Regions from separate parts of the Mus musculus genome. Here all the other regions are linked to region 3. The links are chromatin contacts, called in public HiChIP or PLAC-seq and promoter capture Hi-C maps. All regions are on one chromosome and are shown on one strand. The core of a region is the stretch at or near the end of the contact, and the rest is flanking DNA. Distances in the headings are between cores, read along the strand shown. Region 1 overlaps Gm51939 (a long non-coding RNA gene). Region 2 has its middle 27 kb from the start of Gm46274. Region 3 holds the start of Zrsr1 (zinc finger (CCCH type), RNA binding motif and serine/arginine rich 1). Region 4 holds the start of Usp34 (ubiquitin specific peptidase 34). Region 5 overlaps Usp34 (ubiquitin specific peptidase 34).

What was found. Promoter capture Hi-C pulls out the DNA fragments that hold promoters and counts their contacts. HiChIP or PLAC-seq counts read pairs in DNA pulled down with a chosen protein or histone mark.
Region 1: a promoter capture Hi-C map of hippocampal neurons shows a contact between it and region 3, with 3 times the contacts expected there. The contact joins the enhancer-like site here to the promoter of Zrsr1 in region 3. A contact is called at or near these places in 7 of 39 promoter capture datasets (the 3T3-L1 cell line, 3T3-L1-derived adipocytes, embryonic stem cells and 3 more), 1 of 15 datasets of contacts at CTCF or cohesin (large pre-B cells), 5 of 115 datasets of contacts at active chromatin or transcription factors (embryonic stem cells and large pre-B cells) and 3 of 9 other capture datasets (adipose tissue, embryonic stem cells and liver).
Region 2: a promoter capture Hi-C map of trophoblast stem cells shows a contact between it and region 3, with 6 times the contacts expected there. The contact joins the enhancer-like site here to the promoter of Zrsr1 in region 3. A contact is called at or near these places in 6 of 39 promoter capture datasets (the 3T3-L1 cell line, 3T3-L1-derived adipocytes, cranial neural crest and 3 more) and 1 of 115 datasets of contacts at active chromatin or transcription factors (large pre-B cells).
Region 4: an H3K4me3 HiChIP or PLAC-seq map of the SCID.adh cell line shows a contact between it and region 3, with 15 read pairs. The contact joins the promoter of Usp34 here to the promoter of Zrsr1 in region 3. A contact is called at or near these places in 6 of 39 promoter capture datasets (cranial neural crest, frontonasal cranial neural crest, liver and 3 more), 1 of 484 Hi-C or Micro-C datasets (embryonic stem cells), 20 of 115 datasets of contacts at active chromatin or transcription factors (the 230-238 cell line, the SCID.adh cell line, embryonic basal ganglia and 14 more) and 3 of 9 other capture datasets (adipose tissue, liver and pancreatic islet).
Region 5: an H3K4me3 HiChIP or PLAC-seq map of embryonic stem cells shows a contact between it and region 3, with 8 read pairs. The contact joins the enhancer-like site here to the promoter of Zrsr1 in region 3. A contact is called at or near these places in 17 of 39 promoter capture datasets (the 3T3-L1 cell line, 3T3-L1-derived adipocytes, the HPC-7 cell line and 12 more) and 6 of 115 datasets of contacts at active chromatin or transcription factors (astrocytes, embryonic basal ganglia, embryonic stem cells and 2 more).

Annotation. Positions count from the first base shown.
Region 1 is chr11:22,559,700-22,562,813 of GRCm38.p6, reverse strand. The region is part of intron 1 of Gm51939 (a long non-coding RNA gene); the gene reads left to right. Among named protein-coding and RNA genes, the nearest start is that of Gm51939, 23 kb to the left of the region's middle. Within about 2 kb of position 1,778, at least 77 of the 459 cell types and tissues checked have an H3K27ac peak or open chromatin away from gene starts, as enhancers often do. A contact at or near this core is called in hippocampal neurons, where this site is marked.
Region 2 is chr11:22,480,566-22,483,999 of GRCm38.p6, reverse strand. No RefSeq gene overlaps it. Among named protein-coding and RNA genes, the nearest start is that of Gm46274, 27 kb to the left of the region's middle. Within about 2 kb of position 1,764, at least 45 of the 459 cell types and tissues checked have an H3K27ac peak or open chromatin away from gene starts, as enhancers often do. A contact at or near this core is called in 3T3-L1-derived adipocytes and trophoblast stem cells, where this site is marked.
Region 3 is chr11:22,970,267-22,973,369 of GRCm38.p6, reverse strand. Zrsr1 (zinc finger (CCCH type), RNA binding motif and serine/arginine rich 1) reads right to left here and starts at 1,365. Exons shown (of 1, transcript NM_011663.3): 1 at 1-1,365. The coding sequence starts at 142. All of the region lies in intron 1 of Commd1 (COMM domain containing 1), which reads left to right.
Region 4 is chr11:23,305,315-23,308,359 of GRCm38.p6, reverse strand. It overlaps Usp34 (ubiquitin specific peptidase 34), which reads right to left and starts at 1,465. Exons shown (of 80, transcript NM_001190401.2): 1 at 1,344-1,465. The coding sequence starts at 1,386.
Region 5 is chr11:23,400,314-23,403,411 of GRCm38.p6, reverse strand. It overlaps Usp34 (ubiquitin specific peptidase 34), which reads right to left. Exons shown (of 80, transcript NM_001190401.2): 30 at 1,834-1,959. Among named protein-coding and RNA genes, the nearest start is that of Gm22753, 78 kb to the left of the region's middle. Within about 2 kb of position 1,836, at least 7 of the 459 cell types and tissues checked have an H3K27ac peak or open chromatin away from gene starts, as enhancers often do. A contact at or near this core is called in embryonic stem cells, where this site is marked.

The DNA of each region.
Region 1 (3,114 bases), core at 529-3,028, 410 kb after region 3:
AATTGAAGACTCTCCAATCTTAGCATAATTTCCCTGTTCAGAGGCCAGATTTTAGCAAAACAAAACAAAACACCAAAAACAAAACAAAACAAAACAAAACAAAACACAATGGATGTGTGAGTGAGTGTGTGTACATGTGCACATGCATGGATATAGTAGAATACTCTATTGGGGTACTTGATCATCTTTCAGTCAGTAATAGCAGGAGTGAGCTCTTAACCATGCTTTCTGTTGCACATTTACCAGGAGACTTGAGGTTGGCAGCACAAACTCCCACCCCCACTCCACCCCTGCTCCCATCTATCCTAGAACAGCTTGGCCTCCAGGAAAGGAACTAAAGTCAAACACACTTGGGACAGGTTACTCTCAGGATGAGTGATGAGTCTGATTCTTCACGTTCCAGCCCCTAAGCATTTGCCTCAAATGATCAAAATGACAAGGCAGGAATGTTTTTGTAGGAGAGCCCGATACTGTTTCCAGTGTATTTTCCACTTGCATAACTTTGCTTTTGTCCCTGAATAGAGCATAAGGTGGAGTGTTCTCCACTGAAATAATAAAAATCTCTTTCCTGGCATGTACGTATTCAGATCTGTGCCTGATACTGTGTGTGTTATTAACTATAGCTAGGTTTGCTGAGAGCAAAGTGTTTTTATCTTTGGTGAGGAAATTTGTGAACTCTTGGTTGCTTGGCCTCCACGAGTGGAGGAAGCATTGTGGCAGCGGCTTGAGAGGTCTTAGGCTTTTGGAGTGTGTGTGTGTGTGTGTGTTTCATTTTTCAATCTATTTGTTGGTTTGGGTTTATTTGTAAAAGGGCTTATTCCATCTCATGCAGCAAGAGCTGTTTTACCGCCCAGGGAGCTGTTTTTGTAGCTTTACAGACTCAAGTTTTCAAAATAAGCCAGACACCCCTTTGTGGAAGTTTTGTGTGAGAAGGAGTCATACAATAACGCTCTAAGTGTATGTGTGTGTTAACCTCATAAACAAAAATCAGAAATGGAAAGAAAACAAGTAAAAATTTGCATTAAGATGTTATAATGGATGAAAGGAGGGTAAGATTGCTTACTGGACAAGCATGAAGAACTGAGTTCACATTTTAGTACCAGTGATAATAATGATAATAATAATAATAAATAATAATAAGCCTGGCGTGGCCACAGGAGCCTACCTAAGCATTGTACAGGATGGAGATAGGACCACCCCTGAGGCTTGCTGGTTACTAACTTAGCTTCAAGTTGAGTGAGAGATCCTGTCTTCAAAGAATAAGGACACCTAATGTCCTTCTCTGACCTTGCTGAGTGCGCATACTGGTTCATGCATCAGTATACACATGTGCATATACAGTACACTCAAGCATTCCTGTGTGCGCACACACAAGGACACACATATGCACACACAGACACACACAGACCCAGACATACATGCATGCTCGTGTGCACACAGACATATACAGACACAGACACACATACACATACACACGCATACATATGCACACAGACACACAGACATACAGACATAGTCTCTCTCTCTCTCTCATTACTAAGTAGCTTGTACATTTGAGCCCTGTGGCTTCCTCATCCATGCACTGCTGAATCAGTGAGCGTCTCCTTGTTTCTCCAGGACCAAAAACTGATTTCAAAAACTATTTGCCTGGTATTTTGTAAACCTTTATCATACATGCTGATGAGAACCCGCAGCTTCTCATCTAAGCTTTAAAAATGTAGAAGCCCTGATTCATGGCTTTGTAGAGCTGCAGAGGACTGAAGAAGCTGGGATTGTGTGCTAACAAGCAACTCTCTCATTCTCAGCGTTCCAATTCAGTCCCTTTCTGGAGAAACAGGGCAGTGTATGGGCGGCTTAGCTGGCTCAGAGCCAGCGAGGATGCAAATAGCTTTTTTCAGAACTGCCTTCTTCCCACCCTGCTGGCTGGCCCCATGTCTTCTCTGGCTTCTCAGCTTGTATCTGCTGGATTTCTGCTTTATAAAAACCAGCTATCAGTTTTATTTTAAGGGAGGTGGGGGGGCAGGTGTGGTTGCCAACTCATTGCAAAGCCTGTCTGCTTCCCAGCTTCACCAGTGGCCTCTTGCTCCAGGCCTCTTGGCTGTTTGAAATAGGAAAGGGGTGGGTCTGGGGAGCCCAGAGTTACCCCCACCTAACACTTTTCATTTGTTCTGCATTCTAAGTTTTGGCTGTAAGTCTCATAAGGATGTAACAGCATCTTCCTCATCCTAGAACGTCCAGGGTCTGCCAGGGCAAAGGACTTCAATGAATCTGTAGAACAGAACTATAGGCAAGCTACTGAATATCTCAGTTTGAATTCCAGTTCAAATAGCACTCTGGGTCTTTTTAGACCACCCCTCATACAGTTTTCTCATTTGCAAAGCAGGAAAAGTCACTGTAATCACAACAGTAACATAATACAACAATAATACAACCAGCCATGTGTTGTACAACCCCATTTCAGCCAGTGACAGACATATACAAAAGAGATCCTGATGCCAGCTGCTACTGGGAGGGCTGGAGGGAGGGGTTTCAGGTTCTTTCCTCAAAGAACTGAGCAGAGACAGGCAGTTTATTAAATGACAGTGTGCTCTGATGGAGAAGGAAGAAGACTGGAGCAGAGAAAGGGGTTGGCACCACGGTATAAGAGTGGAAGCTTTTATGTCACACAGTATGGGCTTTCTGGGTCATCTTTTTTTTTTTTTTTTTTTTTTTTTTAAAGATTTATTTATTTATTTATTTATTATATGTAAGTACATTGTAGCTGTCTTCAGACACTCCAGAAGAGGGGGTCAGATCTTGTTACGGATGGTTGTGAGCCACCATGTGGTTGCTGGGATTTGAACTCTGCACCTTCGGAAGAGCAGTCAGGTGCTCTAACCCACTGGGCCATCTCACCAGCCCCTGGGTCATCTTTTTAACATGGACTTTTTTATGCATACTCTGTCACCTGTAATTTTATGCATAATTTCATGACTTACATATCTGATTAGCATCTTAAACCTGTACTCAGGGGTATCTGTTTTTGTATTTAAAAATTTTAAAAATTTGTATATGTGCATGTGTGTGCCCGGGTATACGAATATGTTTGCACACAGGTCTATTGGTCAGAGGACA
Region 2 (3,434 bases), core at 515-3,014, 490 kb after region 3:
GGGTCCAAAGGCTAAAAGCATCTATGGAAAAATTTCAGGAGTATGTGTTGTATAGTGCCATTTTATCCCTTCTCCTACTTTCTCCCATGTCTGTAAACTTATCATACCAAAGAAGGACAGATTTCTCCTATAAAAATCAGAAACTGGGTACTTTGTTTCTGACTTATTTTCGGTCTTCTGACCTTTAGCATATTTTTAAGCATATATATACAAAAAGCATTCTACCATTTCCTTGCCCCATTCTTATGGGGTTTACTCACAGCTGGCTCAAATTTTCTTCTGCTCACATTTCCTCTTCCCACTGTGTCCTTCTCTGTACCCTGCTTACTGGAGCTCCATCATTGAGGCACCACCTGATGGAGCCTGCTGAGTCAGTCAACAGGTTCTCCAGTGCAGGAGCAAGGATTGAAAAGAAAGAGACATGGGTTTTGCAAATTGTATCTAATGTCTCTTTGCATACACTAGCAAGATTTTGCTGAAAGGACCCTGATATAGCTGTCTCTTGTGAGTTTATGCTGGGGCCAACAAACACAGAAGTGGATGCTCACAGTCAGCTATTGGAGGGATCACAGGGCCCCCAATGGAGGAGCTAGAGAAATTACCCAAAGAGCTAAAGGGATCTGCAACCCTGTAGGTGGAACAACAATATGAACTCACCAGTACTCCCTGGAGCTCGTGTCTCTAGCTGCATATGTAGCAGAAGATGGCCTAGTCGGCCATCAGTGGAAAGAGAGGCCCATTGGTCTTGCAAACTTTATATGCCTCAGTACAGGGGAACACCAGGGCCAAGAAGTCGGAGTGGGTGGGTAGGGGAGTGTGGGGGGAGGGCATGGGGGACTTTTAGGATAGTATTGGAAATGTAAATGAAGAAAATACCTAATTAAAAGAAAAGAAAAGAAAGAGACAATTTGACAATACTGCAGCATGGCCTCAGTCAATTCTGAGACTGAAGGCATGTTTATTTTTCCCCAATCCACTTTTATACCGTTTTAGTTACATGCAAGCAACAAGGGCAAACAGTACAATAAACACAAATAGTCAAGGGACAAACAAGGCAATAAGCAAAGTCCCGTGGTCACTCCTAAGATCACCGTTTCTAAGGGCTTGTCAGGATGACCAAGGTGTCTGAGTCTACTTCCTTGTCCAAGACCAAAATCACATCCTTGCCTGAGGTCTACTTCTTTGTTCTAGCCTAAAATCAAGATTCCTGCCTGAGTTTACTTCCTTGTCATGGCCTAAGGCCAGGTTCCTGCCTGAAACCCATTTTCTTGTCCTTGGCCAATGTCAGATTCCTGCCAAGTGGCCCCCCAAAGCTCCCCACAAACAACCATGTAGAACTGTGAGTGGTCAATAGGTGTGTGGCGTCATGCTAACAGACAGAATGTGCAAATGCAGCAAGGCCCATCTGTCCAGAGCTTTCTGGGTGTGGGCAGGAAGCCTGATGAAATGAGAACTGTGTGATTCACTATGCGGTAAAGAAATCACTATGCGGTAAAGAAATCACAGACTTTTCTTATGACTTCTGCCATACTAAAGGCAGGAAACAGGCTTAGTTTTTAGACCTTACTTTGGGGGAAAGGGTTCCAAGTTGGGTTTTCTGCCTTGGGGAAGAGAAATTTTAATGTCTATGTTAGATTGCCAATGGCAGCTCTAGAGTGATGGAAGGCAGAAGGAAAGAGAGGCGGGATCTGACCTTAGCAGGACTGGGTTTTTTGTTTTGTTTTGTTTTGTTCACATGTGCATGCAGATGGCCAAAATGCCTAGAGGGAAAGATGTGATGCAACCTTGTAGAGTGGAAATGATTTCTATAGTCCTTAGGGAAGCTGGGAAGTGTAGTCTTTCAGCAGGAAACTATTACTATGGTTTTTCTTGGAAGAAAGAAAGGGGAGGAGAGAGAAACAGAGGAAACAGTCAGAGAGAAAGACCACTATTTCAGAGACCTACTCCCTAGGTATTTACTTTGGGGTATTGTTTTTTGAGCTCCAATAACAAAGAAAATGGAAGGAACTAGTGTTTGAAATGTAATATTTAGTTAACAGTTAATGAAATAGTGAACACACTTACATGTAAGTCTGGAGTAAAAAAGGACCTTGTGTGTTAAATTGTGATTTCTCAGAGTCTCCTTGGCACCATGCCCTACTGGAGTAGCCAGGGTAACAGAGCCTGGCTTTAACTTCTGAAGCCTTTCTTTATTGCCTGCAAGCTTCTCTCAAGTCACACAGGCACTGGGGTTGGGGTAGCTGGGAGAGGGTGAGGGGGTATGGCAGGAAAATGATTTTTTGATCTTTCAAGATGCAACTAGGATTTCAAATTGCTTGGTTATAGCAAGTCAGTTGAGTTTTATTTTCTTATATTCCCAAGTAAAAGGGATGCTGGTTCTTTTAAAGGCTTTGGGAAGGACAAACTTTATTTAAAAGTTGGCACTTAGGGTGGAAAACTGGCTCAAATTTGAATGATATGGTACTATTCTATGCTTTCACCAGTATTTGTCAGAACTTTTGAGGTCTGAAAACTCGAAGGTAAGGAAATGTCAGTTTCTAAATGGCAGGCCGTGATCCCACCACGTTCTCACAGAAGCAGTGCAGAGAGCTAGAGGCTGTGGAGAGAAGCAGAGTTTTCTGTTTCTTGGGCCCTTCCCTTTTTGTTACTCACCAGATGCCTCTTTAATTCCCTCTGTGACTTTCAAGGAAAACATCTTCAGGCTTTAACTTCACAGAGCTGTTGAGCAAATCACCAGTGCTGTTTGTTTCTTTGTTTACTTTTATAGATCTGGATTATCATAATTCCTCCCATTTGTTTGAGGTTTCCCATTTTTACAGTACCTTATGCTTTTAATCCTCACAATAAACACTGGTATGAGGGTCCAGATGGCTCCTCAACTCCCACTGACTTGACACCTCTGCTTTATGACTTTAACTATAAAAGGGACTATCCTGGTGTTGGCCAAATCCTACCCTAGTGACTGCCTGCCTGACTCTCAGAGGTGATGGGGAAAAGAGGACTCCTTTGATGTCAGTTCTAGGACATCAAAGAAGAAAAACTTTAGGTTCCTGGATGAGATGCAAGTGAAGCGAATCCACATCCGGTCTGCTCTGGAACACTCAGGACAGGGCTGGTGATGGTGTGCATCCATGTTGAGGAGGCACTGTTCCTAAACTGCTGGGGAAGACTTTCTGTCAAGCAGACCTGTGGGGTCACCTTGGGAAGAAAGCTGGCAGAAGAGAGATATCTTGGGAAGAACCCACAAGAACCCACACATAGAATTTCATCAAGGAATTTGCCTTCAAAATGATTTGTCTGCTAAAAATGAAGCATACTGTGTGCTATAGATATAAAAGATAATGTATGCTATAGGTGTCCAATATTAATAAAATCATGAGCAGAAGTGGGAAGAGGATCAGGAGTATCTGGAGGAAGAGGAGAAAACACAGCAA
Region 3 (3,103 bases), core at 116-2,615:
CATCGTCCTCCTCTGGTGGGGCTTCCAGAGCTCTCAGCCGAGCCATTTTCTGCCGACGTTTCTTGCGTTTCTCCTTCTTCATTGCCGCCTTGTATTGTTTTCGGCTGAGTTTCTCAGGAATCGCGGTCTGCCGTGATGCCATTTTACCGCAGAGCGGGGGGGGGGGGGGGGGGGGGGGGGGGGGGGGGGGGGGCTCTTCCCGGATCTCGCGATAATCTCTTTTTCTCACGCTGTGGATTGAAAATGTCGCCCGCTGCTAAGTTGTTCTGCTGTTTAATGTTCGTTACCTTCCTGGACAGCAACTTCAGGGTGGCACCATTCAGCCCAGTTGACTTTCCTTTCCACCAGCCTAGAAAGCTTGAACCAGCTGAGTCACCGGCGTGTTTGCGCAATGCAGCAACCAGTAGTTGAATGTGCGCATGCGCAGTCGAAGGCCAGTGTTTGCGTTGGAATGTGGGCTGTACCGCCTACCTGCGCAGTCACTCGGTTATCCGCAGTACGTAGGCCTGCCTGCGCAGTTATCCGGTTATCCGTGGTACTGCCAGCCTGCGCAATTACCCGGTTATCCAGTTACCCGTGATAAAGCCTATCCGTGCAGTTACCCGGTTGTCCGGTTATCCGTGGCACAGCCTGCCTGCGCAGTGACCCGATTATCCAGTTATCCCACGCAGTTACCCACTTATCCGTGGTAGGCCTGCGCAGTTACCCAGTTTTCGGAGGTACGGATGGTCTGCGCAGTTACCCGATTATCCAGTTATCCGCAGTACGGCCTGCCTGGGCAGTCACCCGGTTATCCGTTTATCCGCAGTACATAGGCCTGCCCATGCAGTTACCCGGCCGGGCCGGTATGGCCGGCTTGCGCAGTTATCCGTCTATCCAGTTATCCGTGGTATGGCCTGCCTGCGCAGTTACCCAATTATCTGTGGGGCGGCCGCAGTTACCAATTATCCGCGATTATCCGTGGTACAGCCAGCCTGCGCAGTTACCTGGCTATCCGCAGTACGGCCTGCCTGCGCAGTTACCCAGGTATCCGTGGTTATCTGTGGTACGGCCAGCCTATGCAGTTACTGGTTATGCATGGCACAGCTGGCCTGTGCAGTTACCCGGTTATCCGCTTTAAGGCCAGCCTCCGTGGCATGGCCGGCCTGCGCAGTTACCTGGTTATCCGTAGTATGATCAGCCTACGTAGTTACCCGGTTATCCATGGTACAGCTGGAACAGTGGTTATCTGCCTTACCGACCGGCCTGCGCAGTTGCGGGTGGTTATCTGCAGTACGGTCCGCCTGCGCAGTCATCCAGGTATCTGCAGTTATCCGCAGTATGTCTGATCTGCGCAGTTACCCTGTAATCTGCAGTTACGTCTTTACTCCGGGAAAGGCAGGCCTGCGCAGTACGATTTACTGCTTTTTTTGTCTCCGCCCCCTGCAGTGGGAGTGCTCCTGCAGTAAGAATGCTCAGCCCTGAGCCGGGGCAGGCTTGTCTCACTGCAGGGCACCCCTCCATGCCGGTGCTGGCAGCTCACCTTCCCGGGCTTGTTTATGTGGGTGCTGGGAATAGAAATTAAGTTCTTATATTTGTTTGTCAAGGGCTTTACCAGGTAAACCGTTTTTCTGGCTTCAGCTCCTCACTCTTGTGGAAAGTAAGGGGTTTTGGTTTTGTTGTTGTTTTGTTTTTTAAATATTGAATGTGGGCCTGGTGTGGTGTCGCACGCCTTTAATCCCAGCACTCGGGAGGCAAAGGCAGGCGGATTTCTGAGTTCGAGGCCAGCCTGGTCTACAGTGTGAGTTCCAGGACAGCCAGGGCTACACAGAGAAACCCTGTCTCGAAAAACCAAGGGAATAAAAAATTGAATGTGTTTTGTTTTTTGCAAACACATTCCTTTCATTTGTTCTGTAATGTAGTTTTGTGGGGTATTCACCAGAGAAGACTGCTCAGACAAGTGTTTAAGCCAAGAAAAAAATCTTTTATTTTTGTTTGTTTGTTTGTTTGTTTTTTCAGAGACAAGGGTTTTACTGTGTAGCTGTGGCTGTCCTGGAACTTGCTCTGTAGACTAGACTGGCCTTGCATCATGCTATGTTTAGGTATGATCCCCATAGGCTCTTATGCTTGCACAAGCCTATAGGGGCCAGGGAGTAGAATGTGATGGTTTGTATAGGGAGTGGCACTGTTAGAAGCTGTGGCCTTGCTGGAGTAAGTGTGTCATTGGCTTTAAGACCCACATCCTAGATGCCTGGAAGCTAGTCTTCTAGCAGCTTTCAGATGAAGATGTCAGACTCTCAGCTCTTCCTGCACCATGCCTGTGTGCTACCGTGTTCCTGCCTTGATGGTAATGGACTGAACCTCTGAATCTGTAAGCCAGCCCTAGTTAAATGTTGTCCTTTATAAGACTTGCCTTGGTCATGGTGTCTATTCACAGCAGTAAAACCCTAACTAAGAAGAAAGCTCTGCCTGCCTCTGTGTCACAAGAAAGAAGGTAGATACCTGTGTATAGCAAAAGTTATATTTTATGCTGAGGGTCATCATACAAGGTTCACACTTTAAATTTCTAAATATGGTCCTAAGTCTTTATCCCCAAGGTGCTCACCTGTGTGATGTATCTTAGCTGGAGGTCAGGTCCAGTCTTACAGAAGTCTCTGATTTGAGGGTCAGGATCCTGGGGAGACTGTCCAGCCACAGGGTTCATCTAGGAGGTATCACTCCAGATATGCAGAGCAGTCCGCATCATGGGGTTTATACCTGTATCAGGTTCTCTTGAGTGTGTGAAGTTGCTGGGTTCTGGGTATCAGACACAGTGTTGGCTGTAGTGGAGGTCCTGACTAAGCTATTTTTACATGTGTAAAGACTTTTAAAAAAATACTATACTGATTACACTGCTTCCTGAGTGCCGGGATTAAAGGGCTACAATGCTGTCACTCAGCTAGAAAATCTTTATTAGGCTGCTGGTACTACACTGTGTGTTTGGGACTGCAGTGCAACACTGAGCCTTTCTCAGGGTGACCTTTTAAGCACCAAAACCATATCCTAGGTTGACATATTTCAGTTAACAAGAACATCTAGCCAGAAGCAGAACTAGTCAGAAGCAAGGTCAGTTCATTTAGAATCT
Region 4 (3,045 bases), core at 216-2,715, 330 kb before region 3:
ATCACTTCTCCCAAACTATTTTTCCTAAAGTATACTAAACAATTAAGTACTTTCAAGTTGGAGAACAGAGAGTCACAATCATCAATGTATTTCTAAGATACAAAATGTTTTACTGAAATAAGTACTAAGGAACTATGTTTACCATATCACTTCTACCAAGAATGAAATTTATGTCAAAATAGGAATAACCTTATAAAATACTAGGAAAATGTAGGATGACACAGATATGGGAAAATGTAGTTTGAATATATACAAAACACCTACTTTAATCTGTCAGGAACTAAATACATAGCTGAAAATAAATTATAAACCTTTTAGCCATTAAAGTGAAACTCAAGCACATAATAAAGTAAAAATTAAGCAACCAAAAGGGAATTACAATCTACAAATAGACTTTTTAAATGAATGAATTAAAAGGAATAAGTAGTTTCGAAATCTGTCAAAATATCACACTGAATATAAATTCCAATACCTCAAATGAATATTTGTCACAAATCAAGTTTGTGTAAATTATCTTTTCATCTAAACCACCTCTGGGCCCACAAGTGGCTGACGTGCAATATTCCCTGTTTCTTAAGCAGAAATGCAATCTTGCAAGGCCAAAAATAAAATATGTAATACAATAATAAAGAATAAGGAGTAAGGCCTCTCATTTTCAGAGACAGACCATGACTAACTCGGGGTGGTTGTCGTTGGTAGAGATCTCCTTATAATAGACTTTACTACTTAAACGACGAATGGTACTAAAGAAATACTATCACCTTTATTTTTAATTAAGGTAAGACGGTTCCAATCATCACTATTGCAGTTCAATTTCTGCTATTTAAGGGCTGGCAGATGGATTGAATACACCCACACACCCTCAAGGGATGGAAAAATCACCACCCTTCTCCCACGGACTTTAACGAAAATTAGCAGGTAAGCGAGGCCTCCCCAGCACGCTGGAAATCAAAGAGGGCGGCCCTGAGGCTCGGACTGCAGAGCAAAGCCTAGTCCTCCGACCCCACCTCCCCACACCTTCCTCGAAGGGGGAAAGGGGCGGAAGGGCTCATTAGTGCCTTCATTAATTGACACCTGTAATGAGGAAACTTTCCGAGACCGCCCAAGCCGGACCCGGCCGGGGCTGCGCCGCGGCCTCTCGGGCGCCCAGGTAACCCGGCGGCCTGGGCCCGAGGCGCCGCGACGGCCGCCGCCACCACGCACCTTCCCGGGCACACAGGCCCGTACGCCGGGCCGGCCCGGTCGCCGCAGCCCGCAGGCCGGGAAGGCAGGCAAGGCGGGAGAGCACAGCCCAGGGACCCCCAAACCGTGCACCCCGACGGGTCCCCTACCCGGCGACTTACTTTCATTTAACACCTCCACCAGGTCTGCGCAGTTCTCGCACATCGTTCGGCCGCCGCCCCCCCCTCCCCCGCTTAGGATCGCGCTGACTGATCCCGACCGGCGGGGGGGAGGGGACGGAGGCAGGGGAGGGGGCCGGCCTGCCGGCGGGGCGGGGAAGCGACGAGGGCGGGCGGCGGCGGCGAGGACGGGGCGGGGAGCCGCGGGTGGGGGAGGGGGCCGGCGGGCCCGGGAGCGGGAGCGGGCGGGGGCGAGGAGGGGGGCGAGGGGAGCGCAGGCCTCAGGGGCGCCTAGGCGCCGGCGGCGGGGGAAGGGGGAAGGACGGGGGAGGGGAGAGGGAGGGGTGGGTGGGGAGAGAAGCAGCAGAGTCACTTCACCACCGACCAGACGCCGCGGCCACCGCCGCCGCCGCCGCCATTTTAATGGAGCGCTCGGGCTGCGCTCGGCTCTTTCCGCCCAGGCGAAGGAGCCGAAGAGAGGCGCCTCGCGCACTCATTCCTCCGCCCTCCTCGCTGCCCCCGCCCTCCGCCTCTCTCCGCACACACGCCGCACGCCCTGCCGGAGCCGCTGGCCGCCCTCCCTTTCCTCTTCCGTCCGGCCTCCCCGCCCTCGGTCCACCCCCTGTGCGCGCTCGCCCTCCCCGCCCAGCCGGATCTCTGTCAGCGGCCGGAAGGGGAGCGCGCCGCCCGCCGCCGCGGGGGGAGGCGGGTGAGTGGAAGATGGCGGAGGCTGCGGGCGGGTCGCGGGTACGCGGCCTCTCCCGCCCCTACGGGCTCCGCGCTCCGGGAGACTCGGCCGGAGCCGCGACGGATGGCCCGCCCCGTCCCCTGCCGCGGCGCGGCGCCTCCTGATCTCCCGCACCCCCGAGGGGAAGCGGTGAAGTTTGCCTGTCCTTCGGGTACTTTGAGGGTGGAGACGGCCGCGGGTCAGCAGATGCTGGCAACGCCGCGGCTCGCTCCCCACCTGGCTTCGGGAGAATGGAACAGCCCAGGGCGCGTCTTAACCTGAATCCCTGTTTATCTCAGCCGTGCGGTTCTGTGAGGCTCATGGATCCTCAGCAGTGAAACACCTTGACAGGACTAGAAATGGCGCGGTTGAGAAACCGTGACACCTCGTTTTTACGCACGAGGTCTTACAACGTGTGTGTCTACCCATTCATTCTTCATCGGAAACGCTCTATTAGGCTTTTTCATCAGAGAGAGACAGCGAGAGCTAGTACCGTGAGGAACGAAGCCTGGCGTGATGGTTTACGACAGTACTTCCTAAATGCAGGCAGGAGGGTTGCTCCGAGTTCGAAGGCAGCCTGAGCGACTTTTATAACCCCATTTGCCCAGTGCCAAAAGAAATGGAGCCAGGAGTGGAAAACAAGTGAAAGGGACACCCAACTTAAGTTTGGTATTGCATTAAGAACTAGAAGCTCGGGCTGGTGAGATGGCTCAGTGGGTAAGAGCACCCGACTGCTCTTTCGAAGGTCCGAAGTTCAAATCCCAGCAACCACATGGTGGCTCACAACCACCCGTAATGAGATCTGATGCCCTCTTCTGGTGCGTCTGAAGACAGCTACAGTGTACTTACATATATAATAAATAAATAAATCTTAAAAAAAAAAAAAAAAAAAAAAAAGAACTAGAAGCTCAGAAAGATGGCTCAGCAATAAGAGCACTTGAAACTCTTGCGGAGGATCCAGATTCAATTCCCAGCACC
Region 5 (3,098 bases), core at 587-3,086, 430 kb before region 3:
GGCAGCATGTTTAAAGTACAAACCATTCATTAAATATTGTTAAAATTAAAGATTTTATCAAAAAAAGCACAGAAAAATAATTAAATTAGAAATTGCTGTCTCTGCTATCAATGTATGAACTAATGTTGGCATAATATGTAGCTTTGAAATGTTATTACTAAAGTGATCACAAACCACATTCTAGAGCCAATCCTTTTTCAAGTCAAGTAATTTAAGAAGTCAGACTTCTGAACTCATATGATGGTGTGGCAAATCAGATAGTGAGTGGTATGTAACAATACGCCATTTGTTTTTTTTTTTATTCATTACACATGAGTCTTGCAATAGATCTTCCTTGAAGAAACCCCTTGTTATGTAGCTTTTAAAAGCATTCTTGGGGAGGTCTGGAGAGATAGCTCAGTGGTTAAGAGCACTGACTGCTCTTCCAAAAGGTCCTGAGTTCAAATCCCAGCAACCACCTGTAATGAGTTGTGACGCCCTCTCTTAGTGTGTCTGAAGACAGCTACAGTGTACTTACATGTAATAAATAAATAAATAAATCTTAAAAAAAAAAAAAAAAGCATTCTTGGGCTAGGTGTGGAGGCACACACCTTTTATCTCAGGGCTTGGCAAAGGAAGGCAGATCTTTTTTTAGTTCAAGGACAACCTAGGATATATGATGATTTCCATGCCAACCAGGGCTACATAGTCAGTCCCTGCCTCCAAAGGAGGGTAGCTAATGTTTCCTACCTCAAAGAGGGGATGGAAAGATGACTAAGAGGTTAAGAATATATATGGCTCGTGTTATGGTTCCCAGCATCAATGTAGAGTGGCTAAAAACTACTTGTAACTACCACTCCTGGGGATGCAACACCCTCTTCTGCCTCCATAGGGACCTCACTCACGTACATACATGTACTCTCAAGAACTTAGCATTGAAAGAAAATAGCATAAATCTCTTTGTAATGTAATCTTTCACTGTAAAGGCATTTACAATGATATCCAACACTTTCTATACGTAATCTGATATTATAGAAGAAACATTAACTATGTATTAAATTCTGTTGCCTTGTTTTTACAATTCTGTCATTGGATCTGTATAACAACCTAAAACAAGGTCTGATGGCTGTTACTTCATCATCACATTATATTTATCTCAATTTTCCTAGTTTTGCTGTCAAAAAGAAATATTCAAAACATACAAGTTTTTAAAAACCTTATCAATAAAAGCACTACTCTGGGGCTGGAGAGATGGCTCAGTAATTAAAAGTACTTATTGCTCTTGAAGAGGACTCAGATTCAATTCCTAGCACCCAATGGCAGTTCAGTCATCCACAACTCTAGTTCCAGGGGAACCAACACCTTCTTCTGGTTTCTGCAGTGCCAGGCATGCACACGGTGCACAGATATATACAAACAAATCACTCATACATGTAATACACAAAATCTTTTTTTAAAAGGCAAATTCCTATTTTTCTAAAGACAATTTAACAAAAGATCACTTGCATTTTACTTATGTTACATAACTTTTAAAAAAATGATATTTAAATTGACACTTTTTTCCTATTAAATTAGCAAAAGGAGATTACTGAGATAGCTCAATCAGTAACATATTTACCTCAGAAACATAAAGTTGGATCCCAAGTACCCTTTGAAAAAGTTGAGCATAGCTGTCACATGTCTGTATTACTGCCATTGAGAGGGCAGAGGTGTGTGTGTGTGTGTGTGTGTGTGTGTGTGTGTAGCAGGGATGATGATGGTGGTGGTGGTGGTATCCAAAGAGGACCTCTAGCCTCCATCTATCTCTGTACACAAACACTGCTGGGAGAGTACAAAGCCTGCGGGTGGGCTCACCTGCTCGTCTGAGACATTCTGGAATGCCGTCAGCATGTTGGGACAAGTCGGAAGAAGCATCAGCAACTCCCAGACACGCCTTGAAAGATTTTCTGCATGAAGATGAAGTTCTTCACATTTTAAACTCTACATAAAATAAGAACACTATTTTATCAATAGATCAGAAGAAATAAAAAATTTAACTTCAATTTTAAAAACTGTTTTGCGAAAATTTCCTACCCTTACTTTTAAAAATGTCTGAAAATTTAATACTATGTTTCTTAGGATAAATGTATCCAAGAAAATGATTAGGTGGAAGTAGCATTTTTCAACTTCTCATTAACATTCTCTTTTTTTGTTTGTTTTTTATGTATGAAAGCTCTGCTGCATGTACACCTGCAGGCCAGAGGAGGGCATCAGATCCCTTTATAGATTGTCCTGAGCCACCATGTCGGTGCTGGGAGTTCAAACTCAGGACCTCAGTAAGAGCAGCCTGCGCTCTTAACTGCTCTGCAATCATTCCAGCGCCTCGGCATTTTTTATATTAGCTGATCATTGTTCCCAAGCAACTTTTGAAATAGAAGTTTATCCGTGTTTCATAATTTCCACGTCTCTTTCTTATTTCTTCGCAGATTATCATTCTATGTACAACAAAAACTCACTAAGTTAAATTCTGACCTATTTGTGAAGAGATTAAAGGAAAGCACAATTTTTAATGAACCTGAATTTTGCCGTTATCATTTGATAAAACTTAAGTTGAAAAAGGTGAGCAAATAAAACAAAGACTAGAAAAAGGATGCTTTCAAAAACACATTTAAAAAGCAAGTTTTCATCCATTGCCCAAGTAAGGCAGCATGGCAGAAGGGGAAAAAAGATAAAACCTAACACCCTGGTATTTTCCATAGAGTATAAATGAATTTATTATTATACTGCTACTACTATAACTGTAATTCCCAGTGTTAATGAAATGCGCTGAATACCAAAGAAATATTCTGTAAGTAACAACAATGATCTAATGACAATCATTTTACTAAGCTAATATAAAGTGGTCCTTCTGTATATGTGGTATTTTGGGTCTAGGATCTACAAGCACACGATCATCTATACTTACATAAATTCAATATATAAAAGATATGGCAAAGCTTTGTAAGCTGTGGTGTATGCCTATATATTCCCAGCATCCAGGGAGCTGAAGAGGAGGAGTTTTAGTTTAAGGGCAAGTTGGGTCTTCGAGTAATATTCTGTCTAGAGGTGTGTGTCAAGAAGGTGGGGTGTGGGGAGAGAAG